2 separate regions of the Gossypium hirsutum genome follow, and region 1 is linked to region 2. The links are chromatin contacts, called in public Hi-C maps. All regions are on one chromosome and are shown on one strand. Each heading gives the region's core, a stretch centred on a gene start, on an enhancer-like site or on the middle of the called end of the contact. The rest is flanking DNA. Distances are from core to core; before and after follow the strand shown. Region 1 holds the start of LOC107905363 (fructose-bisphosphate aldolase 6, cytosolic). Region 2 overlaps LOC107925642 (1,4-alpha-glucan-branching enzyme 2-2, chloroplastic/amyloplastic).

Region 1 (6,531 bases), core at 1,229-3,728, 240 kb after region 2:
TATATAAATTTTATATAAAAATATATAAAAAGACAAAAATATCATGCAGTAATATTTATTAATTGTTTAAAATTTTAGGTTTTTAATTTTTTTGACTTAATTAATATTGAATTAACTCGTAGCATTAACTTAATCAATTGTTTAAAAAAATATTGTTAAGAATATTTGTTAAAGGTAGAGCAAAATTTAGTGTAAATATAAATTTAACAAAATTAAGAGTCCACATTTAACGAGCACAAATGCTCCTATGCAGATTTGTTTAATTTCACCCCAAAATTCGATGGGAAACGACAGAAAACCCCCCACACCCAAAAAAACGAAATAAAAGCCTAATTATAAATGCCAAAGTTAGTCTTCAAAACATGACACATTAGAGCAGAGGCCCAAATTCTCAGTATTTGTAGTCCTTAACGTGAAGGCTCTCAGCAGCACCTTCACCAAGCTTTGCATCACCTTTATAGGTACCAAGAGTTGCCTCGGAGTTAGCCTTGCACCTAACGAGGAAAGCCTCTTGGGCCTTCGCCACATTCTCCGCTTTCCCACCCCAGGCCTTGAGAGTGCTCTGTTGAAGAGCTCGTCCAAATGAGAATGACAGTGACCATGGTTTCTTGGTCTTGAGCTTGTTCATGGCATTGAGGTTAACGGTAGCCTCTTCTTCACTTTGTCCACCAGATAAGAACACTACTGCAGGGACTGCAGGTGGGACGGTTCGTTGTAAGGCACGAACCGTGTGTTCGGCGATAACCTCGGGTGCAACTTTTGGGGAATCGGAACCGGGTGTCACCATGTTGGGTTTCAACAATGTACCTTCGAGCATCACATGGTGGTCGTTTAGAGCTTTGTAGCAAGCTGCGAGGACACGCTCGGTTACCGCAGCACACTTGTTAATGTCGTGTGGTCCATCAACAAGGATTTCGGGTTCGACAATGGGGACTAAGCCACATTGTTGGCAGATGGCGGAATACATGGCTAAGCCATTGGCGTTTTCTTGGATTGCAAGCTCGGTTGGTTCAATAGTGCCGATCTTAAGTACAGCACGCCATTTGGCAAACCGAGCACCAGCTTCGTAGTACTTTTGGCAACGCTGGGCAAGGCCATCAAGACCCTGGGTGAAAGTCTCGTCATTGGTTCCATTAAGGACAACGGTGCCGGTGTCAACCTTGATGCCAGGGAGGACACCAGATTCTTTCAACACATCAACAAAAAGCTTGCCTGCAATCAAGAACCAATTCTTAGAAACCAACTATAATCCATTAAAAATCCATATTGTCATGACGGAACTCGTTCGGCTATGTTGCAAACATAAATCAAAATTGTTCTCTTTAAATTCAAGCACAAAACCTCACAAAAGAATGCCAAAACATCACAAAGTAAACGAATTGATATCCATTTTGACAATTTCGAATTATGTATTACGATTCAATAGATCAAGTTGCGATACATTCTTAATTTATTAAGGATAATAATACCAGAAGCAGTTTTTTGGTATAGTGTTTCCTCGAAGAATATAACACCACTGATAAACTGGAGAGCACCGGGAGCAGTGAAGAGGAGCTCACGAAGAGCTCGCCTGTTTTCTTCAACATTCTCTACATTAATGCTTGCAAGACGCTTGCCGATTGTGCCGGTGGATTCATCAGCGGCAAGGATTCCCTTCCCAGGTGTGCCGATGTAGGCAGCGTTTTTAGCTAGCTCATCTGCAACATTATATATAAAATTATAATAACAAAAACAAAGATCCGAAAGAAACTATAAATTGAAACATAGTGACCTATTACTCCACTTATTACCTAACTCCTGCATGTATCAATTGATTTAAATTCTAAATTCATTCCTAAATTAAGTTAATTAAACAGTAATTAAAGAAGGTTTCTCGTTAGTAAAAACCTTCAACTCAGATTGATCTAGTTTCAGTGATGTGATCATTGCATAGATTAACGAAACTAAATCAGATCTAAAAATCAGTGATGTGAATAGGCCATGAAGCTAAATTATAAAGTCATTACTAAATTAATCTAATTAAACTGTAATTAAAGAAGGTTTCTCGTCTGTAAAAACCTCCAACTCAGATTGACCTAGTTTCAATGATGTGATTATTGCATAGATTAACGAAACTAAATCAAATATAAAAATCAGTGATGTGATTAGTGCATAAAGCTAAATTATAAATTCATTGCTCAATTAATTTAATCAAACAGTTATTAGCAAACTTTGTCATCAAATTATCGATCTAACATCAAACAAACAAGATCAATCGAAAGAGATTGTTAAGATTATATAAGAACATATACATTTAACGACGAGAATTAAAGGAAAAAATATTACCGGCGTATTTGCTAATGAAGCAAGACATGATTGAAAGGAAAATGAAGAACAAAAGAAACTTGAGAGTGTCTGTTTGGAAGGGAAAAAAAAAGAAAGAGTGGAAGAGAAAAGGGGAGGGAAACGGTTTTTAAATGAGAAAAGTAGGCGGCAAAAATGGAGAGTTAATGGAAGAGAATAACTAACGCTGTTTATTGCCCTTGAATTTTTTATCTCTAGTATTGTAAAAGAGTTTAAAACAAATAAACAGAATTTAATTGAAAAGATTATTTTTTAAATTTAACTGAAGTAGAAGTTATACTCAATAATAAACATAGAAAATGGATTGGATCAAACTCGAGCCTTAACTATTCAAGCTCAAGTCCAACACATATTTTAACAGGATAACTATTTTGCCCATGCCCTTTTTCGGGCCTGATATTTTTGTCCAAACCTTCTCAAATTTCGAGTGGACCTTCAAGTTTGAGTGGATAGCTCGACTCATAAGCAAACCTACTATCTATTAAGCCCTTGATTAAGTTTGTGCACAAGTTAGACTGCGTTCGTCATTGATTTTGTGATGAACTTTTAGGGGAAAAAGTGCTTTTACACAAAAAGCAATAAAGAACAGAGGTAAAAAATAGAAGCTTTTCAACTTAAGAAAAGTCATTTTTCTCAGATGAAAAAGGAGAAATTTTGGTGCTTTTTTCAGCCCAAAAGTGCTTTTGATGCTATATTACTTTTTTAGCCTTATTTGTTCTTTTTCTTTTTTTTTTTCATTTTTTCTAACGTTAGAATCCATTTTCCCCCTTTTTTTTCTTTTGTTTGAAGTTTAATTCAAATATATGTAATATTTTAATTTGTTAAGTTTATATTTTTTATATTATGTTAATATTTAATATGAGTTATATATTCAAAGTACATTTTAAAATAAAATAATACAAATGTGTTAAAAGCATTAATTAAAAATTAAAAAAAATCATTTTTAAAATAATACAATTGTGTCAATATCTAATTACAAATATTTAATTATTATATTTAAATATTTAAATATAGTTTATATATTCTAATTAAATTTATTAAACAATTAATATTAATTACTTAGAAATATTTAAAATTAATATTATATATTAAAATATTAACAATAAGTTATAATTATTTATTTTTTATATTATTGCTAAAATATCATAATATTAACTAATTTGAACATTATTTAAATACATATTTGTTACTTTATAATATCATGTCTAAAATGGACATTTTATTTCTCAAAAGCACTTTTTGACAGCAATACCAAACACTGAAATTTTCAAAAGTACTTCTCAAAAGTATTTTTTCACAGCACTTTTCAAAAGTATTGCCAAACAGACCTTTAATCACTAATGACATAAAGATCATCATCATCATTTTACAAAGTAAATTATATTATTTTGAAGATAATCGTTTCATATATTTTATATAAACAATTAGAATAATATGCATACATAATTTTATTTTTAGCCCAAATCGTGGATCTACCTTAATCTAATGTACAATTAAGAGTGTCATCATTGTTAAGTTGTAAAAATCCTTTGGGGTGCAAGGACAAATCCAACAATTATTTTAGGAGGGGTCGAAATTGAATTATAAATTTTGAAGCTGCCAAGATATAGTTTTATCATTTAATATTTTATAATTTCATTATTTTTGAAAGGAGTAAAATATTTTTTTTTCCATTTTGGGTTCAAAGTACAAATTTACCATATATTAATTTTTAAATTTATTATTTATGAGGGGATTGAAATGTTAATTTTCCATTTTGGGGTGTCAAGGCCCCTGCTTACCCCTTTAAATTCACCTCTATTGACCTCTATTGGGGTGTATAATAAGTGTAGTTGGTGACAACTGAAACTTCTTATGTTTCGCAAGAATATAGTACGCCCACTATATAAGTGGAAAAAAATTTATGTAATGATTTATAAAACGCTCATATAAAAAACAAATTATGTTATGGTTGAAATAGTAAAATTGAACGTTTGATATTCATAATATTCTTAATTCAAATCTCATCGTGGTCTTGTAGCACCGCGTGAAGCTCTAATCAAAGGCAACTAAAATGACATTCTCTTTCTCCTAGACCCCTTTTTTTGTTTGTTTGAATTTCATGAAACAACTTGAAAAACCATAAATGCCTAAATTGAGATTTAGGCTTTCCTTGGCCCCAATCTCATTATATATTTTTTGAATAATTTCATTATAAGTTCTGATCATTTTTAGTTCTTTTTGACACAATATCTAGAGTTACCTATAACTCCTCCCTAACCCATAAATAGGAGGATAATGCGTGTCGTAACCATTTTTTTGGAAAACGGGTATCAACTTGGAGAAAAACGAAAACGGGAGTCGTCACCAATCTTTTTAGGTGTGATTGGACCACCTTGTAAAAGTGGTTGTTTTTAATAAATGGTTTAATTTATTTAAACAACGATTTTGGTCCACGTAAATCAAGAAAACAAGTTCGGGAGTCGGTTACACACGAAGAAGGATTAGCACCCTCGAACGCCGAAAAATTGGTACCTAGTTGATTAATTAGTGTCTTAGTGTCAAAAAAAATGAAAGCTTGAAAGACATTGAAATACGATCCCTCTTCGTAAAAATGCTAATTTGAAAATGACCGAATAAATTAAAAATGTTAAAGACTCCATAATAATAGTAGTAATTATAATGAAAGTAAAAATAATACTAGATATAACAATAGTAATATTAGTAATAAAATAATAGCTATAAAATATTAACCATGACAATAAAAAATAATAGTAATAATAATAATATAGATAATAATATATATAAAATAATAATAATAGTTAGAGATAAAAGATAATGGAAGTAGTAATAATAATGGTATTAAAACAAAATACATATAGATACAAGTATAATAACAATAATGGTAATAAAAAATAGTAATAATATTTAAAATATATGTATATAAAAACAGTAGTAAAAGGATATGTATATATATAATAATAATAAATGACATTAGGATAAAATAAATATAAGTATAAATATGATAATAATAATAATAATGATAATGATAATAATAATAATATAGTAGTAATAATAAAAGTAAAATTAATAGTAAATTGATAGTAATAATGTACGTTAATAACAATAATAATATATAAAGGATAGGGAATAATGAATGATAAAAAAATGACAATAATATGGTAATAAAAATAATGGTGATGGTAATAATGATTATAGTAAGAATATACAATACAAAGTATTAGAAGTAAATACATAACACATACATATTAGAAATAAACATAATAAAAAAAACACTATTAATAACTATATAAATATATATACATGATATAGTTTGAAAAACATAAACATAAGATGATATGAAAAATAAAAATAAAAATAAAAATGATATAGTATTAAAGTATATGCATAACAATAAAAATACAATATTAAAATATATATACGAGTAATAAAAATGTATCCGTATTAAAAATATATACATAATAAAAATACAATATTTAAAATATTTACACAGTATATGCATAATAATATTAAAAAATAACTATTAATGATATTACATAGATATATACATATGTAAAAAATAAATACATGATAATATTAAAAGTATGTACATAACATAAATATCATACATATAATATCTAAATATACATACATATATATATAGTATTTAAAAAGAAATATACATAATATAATATTGATATATAAATATGTGTGATATGGAACATAATACATATATATTTATAGAGTACATAGGTGTCATAAAAAAAATAAAAACAATAATAGTAAAACTATTAATAATACTATATAATATATATAATATACATATATATATAAGTATGACAAAAATATAACAGTAATTAAAATATAATAGCATGAATAAAATTAAAATTAAAGTAAATAATGAGAAAGAGTAGAAGAGGGACGAAAATCGAAGCAAAAACGAATTTTGGGGTGAATTTCAAAGAAAACAAAAAGAAAAACAACCAAATTGCAGCATGCGCATATCCTAGAAGTACTGAAAACACAATATTCCCCATCCTAAAAAGCAGCGCGTGGTCGAGGACCAAATTGAAAAAACGGGACATATTCCAGGGCCGAATTTAAAGTAGCAATAACTTGATTATAGAGACATGAAAAAGCGGAAGGGCTAAATGTGCAAATAGCCCTTCCGCTAAAAAAATGCGCGGATCCTCTTTCTAGGCGGGTCGG
Region 2 (7,200 bases), core at 2,330-4,829:
TGGCCATTGCTGATAAATGGATTGAGATTCTTAAGTGCGCATCTATCCAATTTATAACTTTTTACCTTGCAATGACCTTTAATTCACTGTCTTGTGAAATATTTGATAACTATATGTATGTTTTGCCGTGTTATGTCATATAGAAAGAGAGATGAAGACTGGAAAATGGGTGATATTGTTCACACGCTAACCAACAGGAGGTGGATGGAAAAGTGTGTTGCTTATGCTGAAAGCCATGACCAAGCTCTAGTTGGCGACAAAACAATAGCATTCTGGTTGATGGATAAGGTTAAATATGTTCTTACTTACATTCATGCTGATTAGTATTACATGCTTAGAGAGCTAACTGGCTGTCGGGAATGCTTTTTTAACAATTCTTTTATATGTAGCTATTAGAAGCTTGCAATTATACTGCCTTTTGCTAAGTTATAAATACAAAAAGATAGAGCTAAATTAGCTTTATAATCTTCAATATAATTAGATTCAATTCCTTTTCGCAGGATATGTATGAGTTTATGGCTCTAGATAGACCAAGTACTGCACTTATAGATCGTGGCATTGCATTACACAAAATGATTAGGCTCATTACAATGGGACTAGGTGGAGAAGGATACTTGAATTTCATGGGAAATGAATTTGGACATCCCGGTAAGTGTCAACTGGTTATGAATCTTCCCAACATCTCATTCTTAGTATAAACTGGTGGTTCTTGAATGTGTGCTAATTTCTCCGTTATTCTTTTCTTTAGAGTGGATTGATTTCCCAAGAGGTGACCAGTGTCTTCCTAATGGTGTAGTAATTACTGGGAATGGTTACAGTTATGATAAATGTCGACGTAGATTTGATCTTGTAAGTTTCCACTTCAATTCATATTTTGCTTGTGTTGTAATTTGTTGCAAGTTTGATAGTTATGCGATATACTTTCATCAAAGGACTGGCAGCATTTTTACATTTTATTTTACTATCAACAAAGGGTATAGTTGATCCATACAGTGGCTATGCGTATACGTCTCTGCTTTACCTGTGACTGTTCGCATGCCACCTCAAGGCATTGATATCTTTGGTTTTATGCAAACAGGGGGATGCCGACTATCTCAGGTATCGTGGGATGCAAGAATTTGATCAGGCTATGCAGCATGTTGAAGAGAAATATGGTGTAAGTATTGCTGGTGCTCACTGTTTTGCTGTTTTATACGTGCTAGCCTGTCTGAATAGTCAATACACTTTACTTTCTGCTTATTTAGAAAAGTAAAAATGATGCATGGTTGACTTTTTTAATTCAGTTCATGACTTCCGAGCACACATATATATCGCGGAAGGATGAAAAAGATAGGGTGATTGTCTTTGAAAAAGGCAACCTGGTTTTCGTATTCAACTTCCACTGGAATAACAGCTATTTTGACTACCGTGTGGGGTGTGCAAAACCAGGAAAGTACAAGGTATAATGTTTTCTGGATTCATGCATGCGGAACTTGAAAGAATTTGCACGTTTTTTGCTTTTCCACCGTACTCTTAATTATTCATATCCATTGGTCATTGATTTTGTAATCTTGTTATTGATTCTTCAAATATAGTTTTGACAAAGTTAAAGGTTGCTTGCCATGCAATGGTTAATATATATTTTTATCACCTTCCAGATTGTTTTGGATTCAGATGATCCGTTATTCGGAGGCTTCGGTAGGCTTGACCATAATGCCGAATACTTCAGTTTTGTAAGATATTTTTATTGCTCTTCCTACATACCATTGCTTTTAACATTCACTCTAGGGCTTTCTAACATTAAAACCCGACGGATGCTTTTACAGGAAGGATGGTATGATGACCGGCCTCGTTCATTCATGGTGTATGCCCCAAACAGAACAGCAGTTGTTTACGCCCTAGTTGAAGATGAACCAAAAGTAGTCAACGATTTGGAACTTGTTGAAATTCCTGAAACTGTTAAACCAGCAGCAGCAGAACCTGTTAAAGAATCTGAACCTGATGAAGAATCAGAGCCTTTAGACAGCTAAACCTTTCTCGACAGCAGAATCTCGTGTTATTGACCATTCAAAGTCGGTCAAGGAGCTGTCCCACTGAACGCGGTATTTTTTGCTTAAAAATTACGTATTCCACGATTAGTAGTTTCACTGCCTAGGAGATGAAATGATCAAGTTAAACCTTCCATCAAATGCCGGCCGGGCATACAGGTGAAAATTCGAAGCAGTAGAAGGCAATTCTTTCATGAGAATTAGAAGGGAAAAAGTAGACAACTATGTGGCATGCATGTAAATGCTTTCCCTGTTTTGCATGTGAAAATATAAGTTGCAGATACGAGGAACATGCTATTTACAGCAATGTGAGGTAATGGATTCCTTTTTAAGCTATTAATGTAATGACCGAATAATTTAATAAGAACAGTATTTCTGTATTTGTTCTTTCCTTTTTTACATTGTAATAGTTACGGTGTAATTTCGTTGAATGTTTGCTAGAAAGAGAAAGTTATAATGTCAAAAATAATCCTTAATGTTTGGCTGTTTGGTCATTTTGGCTTGTTCTTTGGAGCACTTCCACCCTAAACTTTTTTTTTTTTTGTCATTTTGTCAAATTGATCAATTGATCAATTTTTAGCAGGTATGTTGATGTAGCCGTTAGTGAACTAGCAGTTAATAACCGTTGACATGACAGTCTAAATATAATAAAAGATATAATAAAATATTAGTGTAGTATTATTTTGTCTTATATACTACATAATAATTTTAAAATTAATAAAATTAATTATTTTTATTTATTAATTTTTAATTTTTAGTTTCTTCTTCCTTATTGGTTTTCTTTTTCCATCATCATCACGGTCTTCGATCTTCTTGCCCATTGTTTCTTTAAAAACTTCAAAATCTATTCTTGAGTTTCAACATCATCATCACTGTAAGTCAACCTAAACATAATCTCATCAACATCACTGTATACCCTTCAATAACCATATCCAAAGTTTCTACAACTCAAATCTCTATTACTCAGTAAAAATAAAAAAGTGCTAAGTCGGAAGTTTGAAAAACAAAAAAGAAAATAAGTTAAAAAAGAGAGAAGAAAAAAAATAGAGAAAAATCATAGAGAATCGGAGATAGAAAAATCATAAATAGAATCGGAGCCTCTAGTGGTCTTCTTTCAAATTTAAACAGTGGGTTCGACGCTAATCTATGAAGAACAGCATACCTTCGAACCGAGACAATTAGACAGTCTAAGAAGGAGATCGAAAGGCATTTCATTAGAACTAGGTCGTTTACTGTTTTACTCTTGCTCCAAACTCCTAATTCCCATATTTTTGTTTTGATTTTCACCATTCCCATCAACTCCCTCGATTATTGAATCAAAATTTAAAAACCCCCTATTGTAGGCCAATTTTGGGCCTGTGTATATCAAGATTACATGGGCCCATTTATAACCCAATCCCTAAACCTACAAGCCCGTTTACAACATTTCAAACCCATTAAAATTACAAAGCCCAATGTCTAATACAAATTAACCCATCAGCTAACCCTTACCCAATACCCCTGACCCATTTACATTACAATACCCATCTAAACTAACCCAATTAACCTAAACCCAAAACCCACCAGCCCACTAAACTAACAGCCCATTACACAAATCAGAAACAAAAAATACCTAACCCCAAACCCTAGCCCCACTTTTGGCTCCCACTTGTGCTGCCACTGTCACCAAAACCTGCAGCACCGGCCACCTGGCCTCTGGCCCCCATCACCTCCACCGTTCAACTGCTCCTGCAAGACAAAAAGGGACAGGACAGAAAATAAAAGAAAATAAAGTTGTATGGCTATATAAGCCGATTAAAAGCAAAATCGTCTCTCTTCTTTTTTTTTTTTCCGGATATTCAAGAACAAACAAATCAATACAAAATTAGATTTCAATACAAAGAATACCATAATCTCAACGCAAGAACAGTGATTCAAACACCCAAAATCAGGGAATCAAAAAATGAAAATATCAGGGATCAAAACCCTAAGGTGATTTTTTCTATTTTCATTTCTATTTTATTTTAAAATCTGTTTTTTCTATACCCCTAAGCACATAGAAATAAATAAATAATAATATTTTTAAGACGTAAAAATAAAATACAAAAAAAATTAAATTTCTTACCTTTTCCGGCCACTGTGTACGGTAGTCGACGCCGGCGCCGGCGAAGGTCCGGTGACAGACCAGTGCCCCCCTGGCTGGAACTCTTTTTCTCTCCCCCCTCTCCTTCTTTTTTTTTTCTTCTTGGTTCGAAATGAATTTTTTAAAATTTTTTTATCTTATATAGGGGACCAAAACGGTGCGTTTTGGTCCCTCCCCCCTGTTTAACATAAAAACGAAGTCATTTTGGCCCCAAGTCGGGTCGACCCAACCCTCTCCAAGCAAGATCCGCGTGTTTTTTAAAATGGAAGGGTTATTTGCGCATTTAGCCCTTCCGCTTTTTTGTGCATGTACAATCAGATTTTTTTATTTTCAATTTAGCCCCATAATTTGTTGCGATTTTCAATTTGGCCCCCAATGCTGCTGCGCGTTTTGATTGAAAGGGTTTATTTCCTTTTTAGTGCCCCCACTATTTATGCGCGTTAGAATCGGTCATTTTCCTTTCTTTGTTATTTCAGATTCCCCCCAAACTTTGTTTTTAATTCGATTTAGTCTTTTTTAAGTTTGCTGCTTCATTTTCAAATTACTTGTTTTCATTTTCTGTTATTTATTATTATTAATTATAATCTTTATATATTTATCATATTTATTATATTTTATATATGTAGTAGTGTATATTTTATTATGTACATATAGGTATATGTATTTAATATATTTATGTATATACTAGTGAAACATTATTATTAGTTATTTTTTTAACATATATATATTATGTAAATATTCTAATATTGTATTATATATATATTTCTCATATATTATAAACATGTGTTCTCAATATTATACATATTATTATGTATATTTTTAGTATATACATATGTATTTGTGAAGTATTGTCAATAGTTTATTATTATTATTTTTAATATGTATATATTACATATATATTCTAACATTACATTATATATTTTTTATATTATGCATATATTTCAAATATTATATATTAAGTATTTCTAACGTCATTATTATATATATATGTACGTATTTATGTATCGTATGAATATTTTATCACTTCTAATATATATATTGTATATGTTTATGTATCATATATTTTTCTTATTTATTATTATTTTCCTTATTAGTTACATATTTTTTATAATATTTCATGTATATGTTTTATATTAGCCTTATTATTATTAATCTTAAGTATCTGTTTTATTATATATGTATATATATATTTTTTACTATTATGTATATATGCTTTTGATACCATATTTATATATATTATTATGCACATGCATTAATATTATTAGTTATGTATCTTTATACTCTTATAGTATATTCCTAACACCATTATTATTTATGTATATATATATATATATACCTTTTAAATGTTGTATTTTTATATATATCATGTATATATTTCGAATATTATATAGTATATTTTTGACACTATCACTATTTATATATATATGTGTGTGTGTTTTGACGTACATGTTCTTAATATCATTTTTATGTATGTATATTCATTGTTTTCTCGTGTTTGATACTATTGTTACGTTTAATATCGCGTGCATTGTCATTGCTTTAATATTATTGTCGTATGTATTATGTGCCTTGATGTATTTCCAGCTATTATCTTTCGTTTCCCGCCCATTTTTATATATTACTTCGTTGTTCACTATTTTAAAATGTTTATTCATGTTTTTATTTATTTTAATAATCAAGGCAACGTACCGATTTAACATTAAGTCGTCGATTTCATCGCTATGTTGGGTGAACATCAATTGACTCGTGTTAAAACGGTATGTCCTTCTCAAAAACATAAAAATTAAAAGTTCTCATCTTTTCAACTAGATCACGATTAAATCTTACATTGAACTCGTATTTTGAAAATCAAGACAACACGTGTTTATAAGATACCAATTTTGGGCGTCGTGAGGGTGTTGATACCTTCCTCGCGCGTAACCAACTCCCGAACCCTGATTTTTATCTGGCTTTTGACGTAAACCTAAACTCGGCCTTCTTTTTATTTTAAAAAGAAATATAATAGGTGTCCGATCACACCTAGGAAAAAGGATCGGTGGCGACTCCCTGTTTATTTCAAAATCAAACTTCAGTTTTCGAGTTTTCACTAAATCGCCACAGTTAGCGACCGAAGGCAAAATTTTACGTTGCTATAGCTGGCGACTCCGCTGGGGACCCTTTTTGAGAGTCGTGTCTGGAATTAAACTCGCGTTGTCAGAATTTTCAAAGTTTCTTGTTCAAATTGACATTTAGTCATGATCCTCAAATTTTTGTTTTCAAAAAGTCATGCATTTGCATTATGTGGTAAATATCTTTCTAACTCGTCTTGTCCTTTTGTTTTTCAGCTTTAAGTTTTATGGTTTTAGTTTAGTAGTTTTTAAATAAATGAAAGGTTTGTGAGTTTCCCTCACACACCGTGCACGTGCATATTTGCATAACATGAGCTCTATACCCGGGCTCCGTCCATTTAAGTGAAAGTAAACGCTATGCCTTCGTGAGTTAACTCGTCCCTCCACACAGGCTAGTGAATACTTTCGGGTTACATATGACTTATGCTTTCGTGAGTTAACTTGTCCCTCCGCATAGGCATAAGTAAATGTAATCCCTCGAATTGAACTCGTGAGCCTGTGATGGGCTACGACCGAGGCTTTGTACTAATCTTAGTATATGACAGTACGGACAATTCGAGCACCTGTATAGAACCGAAACCACATATAGTGAACCGTACGAGCCACCTAATTAGAGCCATGCTGAACCTCCGTCCGTTAATAGTCACCAAAATAAGTACATGGGAGAAACGCCTCTTACCTTTTATTTCTTTGACATTTACACTTTCTATTTTGATTTTCCGTAATTCATATTTGTTGTACTAACCAAGATATTTGTCTGTGTTCTTATTTTGCATCATGCATTATAAACATCATATTAGGAAGGTGTTGACTAGAGATCGGTTGCCAAAAAACAGGTTTCTAATGGAAGATTAAATTATACAAACAACCGAGAAGAATGCTGTGGTTCGGGACTGGTCTCTAAAAACTCAGAAAGAAAAAGGGGATAGTCTAGTAGAGGGAT

What was found. A called contact is a pair of places that touch in the nucleus more often than the background predicts.
Region 1: a Hi-C map of leaf shows a contact between it and region 2, with 2.4 times the contacts expected there. The contact joins the promoter of LOC107905363 here to the enhancer-like site in region 2. A contact is called at or near these places in 2 of 34 Hi-C or Micro-C datasets (both in leaf).

What each region holds. Positions count from the first base shown.
Region 1 is chrA01:117,206,042-117,212,572 of Gossypium_hirsutum_v2.1, forward strand. It overlaps LOC107905363 (fructose-bisphosphate aldolase 6, cytosolic), which reads right to left and starts at 2,479. Exons shown (of 3, transcript XM_016832012.2): 1 at 2,326-2,479; 2 at 1,470-1,697; 3 at 176-1,212. The coding sequence starts at 2,353. The coding sequence ends at 392.
Region 2 is chrA01:116,964,407-116,971,606 of Gossypium_hirsutum_v2.1, forward strand. LOC107925642 (1,4-alpha-glucan-branching enzyme 2-2, chloroplastic/amyloplastic) reads left to right here. Exons shown (of 22, transcript XM_016856354.2): 15 at 1-34; 16 at 144-288; 17 at 501-648; 18 at 749-849; 19 at 1,079-1,156; 20 at 1,284-1,439; 21 at 1,638-1,712; 22 at 1,806-2,407. The coding sequence ends at 2,009. Among protein-coding and RNA genes, the nearest start is that of LOC107925642, 12 kb to the left of the region's middle. Within about 2 kb of position 3,580, at least 4 of the 9 cell types and tissues checked have an H3K27ac peak or open chromatin away from gene starts, as enhancers often do. A contact at or near this core is called in leaf, where this site is marked.